2 separate regions of the Rattus norvegicus genome follow, and region 2 is linked to region 1. Evidence: chromatin contacts called from public Hi-C data. All regions are on one chromosome and are shown on one strand. Each heading gives the region's core, a stretch centred on a gene start, on an enhancer-like site or on the middle of the called end of the contact. The rest is flanking DNA. Distances are from core to core; before and after follow the strand shown. Region 1 has its middle 140 kb from the start of Strit1. Region 2 has its middle 69 kb from the start of C2h3orf33.

Evidence for each region. A called contact is a pair of places that touch in the nucleus more often than the background predicts.
Region 2: a Hi-C map of Schwann cells shows a contact between it and region 1, with 4 times the contacts expected there. The contact joins two enhancer-like sites. A contact is called at or near these places in 4 of 12 Hi-C or Micro-C datasets (Schwann cells, hepatocytes, liver and 1 more).

What each region holds. Positions count from the first base shown.
Region 1 is chr2:150,229,592-150,234,004 of GRCr8, reverse strand. No RefSeq gene overlaps it. Among named protein-coding and RNA genes, the nearest start is that of Strit1, 140 kb to the right of the region's middle. Within about 2 kb of position 2,049, at least 6 of the 93 cell types and tissues checked have an H3K27ac peak or open chromatin away from gene starts, as enhancers often do. A contact at or near this core is called in Schwann cells, where this site is marked.
Region 2 is chr2:150,482,371-150,487,008 of GRCr8, reverse strand. It overlaps a transcript of Plch1 not described here. Among named protein-coding and RNA genes, the nearest start is that of C2h3orf33, 69 kb to the left of the region's middle. Within about 2 kb of position 2,223, at least 2 of the 93 cell types and tissues checked have an H3K27ac peak or open chromatin away from gene starts, as enhancers often do. A contact at or near this core is called in Schwann cells, where this site is marked.

The DNA of each region.
Region 1 (4,413 bases), core at 800-3,299:
CAGATGCCACTGGGTAATGTTCTTGCAAAGGGCATCTATATGCTTTGCCTATGTATTATAACATGGAGAATGAGCATGAAATTTAAAGTTTAATGTAAGAGATTAGAAAATGTCTGCTTAGGAAGTGTTTTACTAGGTTTGGCCACCCATGCACTCAGATACCATTGTAGCCATGATCCAAGAAAGATTCAAAATTGACTGTTTGCATTTTGGTTCTCTCTCCTTCCTACGTGTCAATTCCTTCATTTTGGAATGGGAATGCTTAGTCTGTGCTACTGTAGATTAGAAGTAGGTAACTTTCTTCTTTAATTTTACATGGGTTGGTAAATAAGAGGCAGTCTTTTAAGTCTTAGTAGAAATTTTGACCTCAGAAATGTAAAGGATATTGTAATTGTTAGGAGCATGGAGATCCCTGAAATAAGACTATGCTTTATATTATGAGATGGCTGTGATCTTTTGGGGATGAGGAGTATCATGTTAAAGCTTGAATCTTAACTGTCTCCTATAGGATTGTGCTCTGAATAATTGGTTCCCAGTTGGTAGTGCTACATGGGGAGCTGTGTGCACAGCTGGTTGGAAGTAGGTTACTGGGGGAATCTTTGAAGGTTATACCCAGCCCCTGGCTCCTGCTCTGCTGTCTGTTTTTTTAGTCTGGCTTTGTCAAGTTGTAAGCAGACTCTACCACTTTCTCCAACTGGTGAGGACCAAACTATTCCACAATACGTTTAATACATGATGGAGCCAAACCATAAGCCAAAATAAATCTTCTCTTTAATTGTTTATGTCAGAGATAATTTAGTCAGAGAAGCATGTTTTTGGGTACATATTCTGGTCGATTGTGCTTGTGCTTTAAAATGATGTGTGACTGCACTGCTTTGATTTTTCTAGTTCATTAACATTTTTTAGGGTTAAAAACATTATTTCTATTTACTGGAGGAGGAACCTGAAGACCAGAGAAGATTAGGGGATCTATCAATTATCCAGGGAAGTGTTGGGACCCAACTTTGTAATTATATAAATGCTAGCCAAATGAAAACATGCAAAGGGTATTTAATGAGATTCTTGTACCAAAGGACTTAGCAATCATTGTGTGTATTTTTGCAGCATAATAGGCAGACAGAAGAAAGGGACTTTTTTTTTCTTTTCTTTTGTAGAAAAAAAGGAATTTGTTTCAGGTTTCCTTCATTAATCCAGCTGGTGGCACTTTTTTTCCCCAACAATTTATTTTTATTTGAGTGTGTGTATGTATGTATGTATGTATGTATGTATGTATGTGTGTGTGTGTGTGTGTGTGTGTGTGTGTGTGTGTGTCACATGAGTTCAAATGCCTGCAGAGGCCACTGGAGGTCTTTGGAGTTATGGATGGTTAAGGGAGCTAGGTTCTGAACTCAGTTGCTCTGAAAGAGCAGGAAGTGCTCTCACCTTTGGGATAGAGGGCCTAGATGATGGAAGGAGATCACTAAAAGTGGGCCTTTGAAGGTAATACCAGTTCTTAATTTCTGATGTTCTCCTTCCTAATCTGCCATGTTGTAGAATGTAAACAGGCATTCCAGGTTTAAAGAGGAGGCCCAACAAAAAAATTAGGGAAGTCAGTATTACAGGGGTTGTTTTGTCTTTCTGGATTTTGGTAGAGAAGGTTGTTTAGCCTTTAGAAGTCTGACTAAAATGTTATCAGGCTGGCTTCTGAGCTGGGTAATGTGCATTGTAGGTCGATGTCTGTCTCTGGTTGCTACTAGCTGGGGTCAGAGTTCCATCTCCTCTATAATCTGACTGTTGTCAATATGTGTGTTCATTCTTTCACTACTGAGTACTTTTTTGTTTTGGTTTTCATTTCCTTTTTGAAAAATAAGATTAGAATTATGCTGCTCGCATTCCCATTTTACCAAATGTTCTGGAACTCTCTGGAGTAGCCTCTCCGACAGTATACAGACTGCAGAGCTCTAGCTAGTTCCATGCTCACTCTGTATTTGAAAACTCTGGGTGGAAGAAATCCTACAGCATGTCAAGCTCATGTCTAGATTGGAGGATGTGAGGAATGAGCAATCCTTCACCCCACTGCTGATGAACCCCAGACTCAGCTGTGCAGTGCTTCTAACTGACTGTTCATTCTTCCCATTCTGAATTTGCAATGCAAATTCGAGATCACAGGAGAATGCCTTGTTGTTTGGGGGCAATCAACTGCCTCTGAGATCAAAACCCAAGATTGTAGCTTTCTTTCCGAGCACCCCTTTTCATCTGACTGCTGAAGAGGGTTTACAGTGCAACAAATAGTTTGAACAATTAGAAGCCTGAAAATTCAGAGTATAGCAATTGTTCCTTTTGTTTGCAAATGTTAGGGAAGAAAACAAAAGAGATTACAACAACAACAACAACAACAACAACAACAACAACGACAGCAACAACATGAATGCCAGGCTGCTTCAGGTTATGCCCTGTTGCTAAAAGAAGATAAAACAAGGGAAGAAAGCTACTGCATAGCATCTGCTGGAGTGCAAGGCCAGCTAGCAGTATTTTCCTCCAGATTCTCTACCTGATGATAGAGTTCCCAGTGTGTGGTTTAAGGAAGGCCCTAGTGACCCAACACAGTACTTCAAATAAGGGCAGTTAGAGCAGCCATCCATCCTCTCTGAGCTGCACCACTCAGTGCCTGGATTACTTCAGGGCATAAACATTTACACTCTATTGGAGTTTGAAGGCAGTGAGTTGTCCAGTGAGAAAATACTGCAAATAGACAGTACACAAAACTCGACTTTAGAATTGAAAAGAGGATTTCTTTTCTTTAAAAACCTCTACGCATCATTTCCAATCCTAACTGAAGGAAAGTCACATTTCCCTCTGAAGGCTTGGTTATCTGTTGAAATCTTACTGACAATAGACATCTTAGAGAAAAAGGGCATACAAATTTATTACCGTATTCATTACTGTATTCATGGACATGGGAACCTCACAGAATACAAAATTTAAAGAAGGGCAAGATCTCTGAAGCAAATACCCTTGTGACTGCCTTTGTGGATTCTTTGCCTTATATGAGATGTAAATCAGATATAAACCAGTACAAGGTGAACATTTATTACAAAAAGGACAGCAAGCCACTGCACAGGAAAAACAGCTTAGAACAGACATTCCTATTTCACCTTAAGGGGAAGATTATGAATGTTCATATATTTTCTGGGGAAAGTTTTGAAATTTTGAATATTCACAATTTTTTCAGGGAAGGGAGGGCATTTTTCAGTGTACCCATTCTATATTGCATGCAATCCAAAATGTCCTATACTAGGAGTATAGAATGTTTCCCACCTTGGAGATTTCACTGTGCTAATGTGGCAGGAGGTGGTGTGGACAACATTAAGATTACTCTATGAAATAAGCTAGTAGACAGAGAAACCAGAGTTTTCCACCAAGCAAGGCTACATGTAATAGAACATGTATGTGATAGGACCTGTGAGATCTCCAGAGAAGGTGGGTGGTGCGATATAAATGACCAAAAAAGCATCACGACTACTGGTCTGGTGTTTTAGGTATCTATATTTTTCCATTTCACTCCTAGTACTGAATCATGCATACTTTCTCCTCAGGTAAGTAAGATGTAATAAGTATTTTTTAAATACTAGTGCACTGAAAGAAAAATTTAATAGTAAAAGACTGGAGTCTTTTCCCAATCGGGGCTACATGGAAGAGATCAGGTGAGGAAAAAAAGTCCATGATATACGAATAAGGAAGAAGATGAAAGCTATCTAGATTACTTGTATATAGCATTGAGGAATGCCTACATAAGAACATTTGAATATCATTTCCTAGCCCACATGTTTGTTCTTATTCTTGGGGGTTCTTTTTCCTTTTATGCCCCTATGTATATTACCAATCATGCCCTTGGTGCAATTTTTGTCCTGGGTCATAAAAACTTGGAAATTTCAACAAGCACCTCATGTATTCTGATTGACATCTAGAACAGTTTGAGTCATAACATCTGATTTAAGAATTATTGACGTAGCATTAAATCACAATGGAATTAAAATCCTTGTGGCCAACAGTTACGGGTACTGAGTGAAGCCAAGAGTACTTGGTGAATAGTAGCCAGTGGATCTGACTTAGCCTGTGTCTTAGTTTCCTCTGCTCTTGCTGTGACAGAATCCTGAGAAGGGCAACTTAAAGGAAAAAGGGATTGTTTTAGCTCCAGTTTTAAGCACCCTCAGTTGGGTTATAGCTAGATGGGGAAGTCAAAGCAGCAAGAACTTAAATCCACTTGTCATATTGCATCCACAGCCAAGAAACAGAGAGACGTGAATGAATGCATGCTTGTATTCAGCTCATATTTTCCATTCTTATAAAGCTCAGGATCCTGCATAGGGAACGGAACCCAAAATGGGTGGGTCTTTCCGTTTTGAGCAGGGAATTGAAGAGAATCTCCTACAG
Region 2 (4,638 bases), core at 974-3,473, 250 kb before region 1:
TACATAGGCCCACATAGGCACACAGTTTGTTTTTTTTTTGTTTGTTTGTTTTAATTTATTATTTTGCATAGGATTTCATTATGTACCCCTAGGCTGACCTCGAACACAGTATCCTCCAGACTCAACATTCAAGTGCTGAGATTACAGGCAGAGAATCTCTTCCTGGCTACAGGACGTGTTTGAAACCTTCACATTGTGTAACTGCCTTGTCCCTTATGGCCTATGGAGGTTAGAAACTTGCGTTTGGAATCTGAAGATAGAATTGAAGGTTGCGTTTCTGCCTTTTCCTGGCAGCATAAACAAATCAGTCTAATAGCATGTTCTCTTCTTTGGGGTGGTAGAAGGAGATAACAGTACCTGTCTCAGAAGATTAATAGGGAGTGGATGAGAAGGCTGCATGAGGACCTGCTTTGCTCACTATAAACATCTTAGGGTTTCCTTACTCTTTTACAACCTTCTTCCTTGAATCAGCAATGAGCATAGTGTGCAAAATCTGATAATAACAAATAAAACCACAAAATTGAATTAGCAAGGGAAAATAAGCATGAATATAGATAGGGTCTTTTTTTTTTTAATTCGCTTTACGTCCCCATCACTGCCCCTCCTCCTCCAAGTGCCCGCTTCACACAAGCTCCCTCCCACCCCTCTTTCTTTCTTCCCCGAGAGGGTGGAACCCCTGCCCCTCCCCCACCGCTCCGTATCTCCCCCACTCTGGCACATCAAGTCTCTTCAGAGCTAGGCAAATCCTCTCCCCCTGAGGCCAGACAAGGCAGCCCTTCCTGTTAGTGAAACGAAATCCACAGGCAGGCTTTAGGGACAGCCAGTTGTTGGAGGACCCACATGAAGACAAGTGGCATGCATATCTGCTACATATGTGCAGGGGGCCTAGGTCCAGCCCGCATAGGCTCTTTGGTTGGTGGTTTAGTCCCTGGAGCCCCCAAGGGTTCAGATTAGTTGACTCTGTCTTCCTGTAGCGTTCCCATCCCCTCTGGGGTCCATAATCCTTCCCACAACTCTTCCATAAAATTCTCCAAGCTTCATTCGGTGTTTGGCTGTGGGTCTCATCATCTGTTTCAGTCAGCAGCTCGGTGGAGCCTCTCAGAAGACAGCCGTGCTAGGCTTCTGTCTACAAGAGTAAAGGTGCCAGGGATTGGTGCTTGCCCATGGGATGGGTGTCAAGTTGGTTCAGCCATTGGTTGGCCACTCCCTCCATCTCTGCTCCATTTTGGGTCAAAAGTTTTGTGGGTGGGTTGGAGTCTTTATCTCTCCATTGGGGATGGTCTTCTTTTTAATTCCATGTACATTAGCACCTTTGTACTATAAGTGACATGAACACCTTTTGTAAGTCAGGGATACTACTGTTAATTATTAAAAAATATTTTCTTGGAAAAGGTAGTGCCCTCAATAATATAGAGGACTTCAATATTAGGTATTTAGGTAAAATGCTGGAATGGTGAATATTAAAGTTAATTATTCTAGGAGAGATATGCAATGAGGAAAAAGGATACTAAAACAGGAAAGAAACCGGGTGGATTTCAGTTCTGCAGTTTTGAAAAAAAAATATCATGTTTAGTTGTTTTGTACTAACGTACCTGTGTGGCTGGTTATTAAATTCAGGGTACTACACTCTTTTAAGCACATGTTTCACTTATAAGTCACACTGCATTATTTCTATATCTAAAAATACTTGGGAAAGGGGCATCTTTATAGCATGAAATGTTGGCTCTGGGGGACAACATCATTCTAAGCTGGCAGGGATGAAGTAAAATGAGGGGGAGGGCATCAGGCTTGAGTGGAGCAGCAAGTAGGCTGAACTTAGATAAGGTCCCCTGTGTGGAAGCTTAAGGAGAAACTTACCAAAGCTCCTGGAGCCTCCACTAGCTGTCCCAGTGACAGACAACACTGTGATGACTTACCTTTTTCACCAAGCCACTTGCTCGGTCCTGGGGTACATTTACAAACCTCTAGACTGTTACAATAGGGCAGATGACAAAACTGTTTCCCACCTGTGGGTTTTCCTTCTTGCCAGCCTTGCTTTTTTCCCCCCTTTTATTCTGCTGCTGTTATTGTTTTCTAACTTTGTTATGTGACCAGAAAGGAGGCTGGAATTCTGAAAAGTCACTAGGCAAATCTTGTGAACAAAGGGGGCCTTGTCCAGGGTCACGCACACTGGATTTGCAGTTTAATTCATCAGCTCAGATCTCTGCTTTTCAAGTGTTTGGTCTCTGCAGAGACAGGAGTCTCTGGGGGTTCTGTGAGAGCATTGTGCTGGAGGCCTGGCCAGCTCTGGTTACATCTGTAAGCCTGGATGGATCCAAGGATTAGGGCCCCTAAATAAATAGCTGCAATGAAGGAACAGAAGGCAAACACACTTTGTTATGGTTTGGCCTATCTGCACCCACTTGAACTTTGCAATAATTTCTAACATTTTGTGAGTTGGTTACATAACCCACCCAACAGAAAATTCAGGAGTTGAGAATGAGAGCTCACCTGCTAGTGAAACCTATGGAAATCTATCAGGATTGACTGGTTTGGTCCTGATGAAATCCAAGTGCAGCCTGGAGCACAAAAACCAGTCCTGAAACATGCTTAATGGTAGCTTTATTTCCTCAGCAGAAAGCAGTAACCGAGTCCAGAATGGTGCTGTTGGAAAAAGTTACTGTTTTAGCATGGGAAAAAAATAGCATTCAGGTTCTTGGAACTTTTGTGGGAAATTTGTTATGGGCTAGAGGAGTCTTGGTCCAAATTGTAGCTCCGTGTGTTGTCCCTAATGCCAGGCAACACGGGCCATTGTGCTGCCTGTGTGAGCGTGTGGCTGCCGCTTTCTTCATTCCTGTCTCATTCTGTCTCTCCTGACAGGGTAACTTCATTTTGATGCTGTGCCAGAGATCCTCCGGCAATGAGCTACTGGAACGGCGAGAAGAGGAACTGTGTGCAGTACCGCAGGCATTTTCTAGTAGACAACCGTGTGTTTCATGGTGAGCTCTTGTATTTATGTAGCTGGGACTCTGCTTTTGAAAGTCCTTTTATTGTACTGTTCTGGATGCAAGTATGGTCTAATTGTGGGGTTGAGCCAAGAGCTTGAGATTACTTGCTCATGGTTAATTATCTTAAAATTCCATTAGACCGTGACCCGAGGTTTTCAGCGGTGAGAACTTCCTCAACAGCAGTGGTGTACTTCCTTCCTGCCTCTCAGCCTTTCTTCTCATGTTGACTCCACTAATGTACCTTTCCAATGTTTGGAACTCTTTGGGGGGCGGGGCTTATACGAAGTGTTCAGTCAATATTTGAAGCTCACTGTTCAGTGCTTCTTACCAAAAAGGTGTGTGCTTTCTAAATTCAAATGTTAAAGTGTGCTGATGTCCATCTGCTCTAGTAACTCATTAAAAGGAAGTCCACTCACTTACATTGGTGTCCTTTGGGGTTTCAAGACTTCACTGGTGTATCAGACCACAAGAAAACAGAACAGAGAACCTTGCTACATTTCAGAATATCTGGTGGGTGGATTACCGTAGCTGAACAGAGAGTGATCAATACTAGTCATTTTCATGACAAATAGTAATTATCTTAAACCATTGCCTTTAACCCAGGCGATAGTTTCTTGTTTAGTATCTCATAAGCTTTGTCCATTCCGTTATCAGGATCGCCATGGGAGTAATTTATATTGTGAGCCAATACTTTCTGGGTCACTGGAATTTGGAATTGCCCAGGAGATACAGAGGGAGGTAGAGAGAGGTTTCATGAGAGGGGTGATGTTTCATTAAACACACTCCCATTTATCCTCAGCTTTTGACTTTGGGGTTCATCCTTCATTTTGGTGACCGATTTAATGTGTATCATTCCTTTAAACTTAAGTCTGGCTTCAGCAGTTGCTTTCCTCTGAAGCTCACCCAAGAGTGCTGTTGGGTGCTTCATGCACACACTCATGTTTTCAGTTGTACAGTGTTTTCTGTTTAGACTTATTTGTCTCAGGAGACAGAGTGTTACTGTACTGTTGAAATGCTGCAGTTTATTGCCATTTTCCTTATTGTAAATGTCTTCATCCAGATAGCTAAAACTACAGTTATGACTCGAATAAGGTTCTGATATGTTTTTATAGTTATATTTCAGTTAGCATGTTACTATATTTTGGTTTATAGCAGTCATTTTTCTTGTATTTCAAGGAAGGGATTGTTTTGCCTCACAGCTTGAAGGCACAGCCCATCTCTGGGGGAAGCATGGTGTCAAGTGTTTTAACTATGGAGGCCAGAGCATGAGGACACTAGTCACACTACTTCTACATCAAGAAGTAGAGATGAGTGCTTGTGCCCAGCTCCTTTTCTCCTTTCCCCCATTTTATTCATTCTGGAGCTTCAAAATCCACTGTTAGGGTGAAGCTTTCCTCCCCAGTAAACTCTCTGGAAGTTTTTCTCACAGACACACCGGAAGGTATGTCTCCTAGGTGAGTCTGAAGAGTCAAGCTGACAATGGCAGTTAATTGTCACGAGGAACACTATGTCCAGGGCCTAATAGTGAGCACTGCTCTCTAGAGCCCTTTGGGAGTCTTTGTAATTGTTCATCCCAGTTTTTGGATAAAGGAACTAAAGCTAGAAGGTTTGAGTGGAGATTTGGTATTCAAACTCTGATCTTCAGGACGCC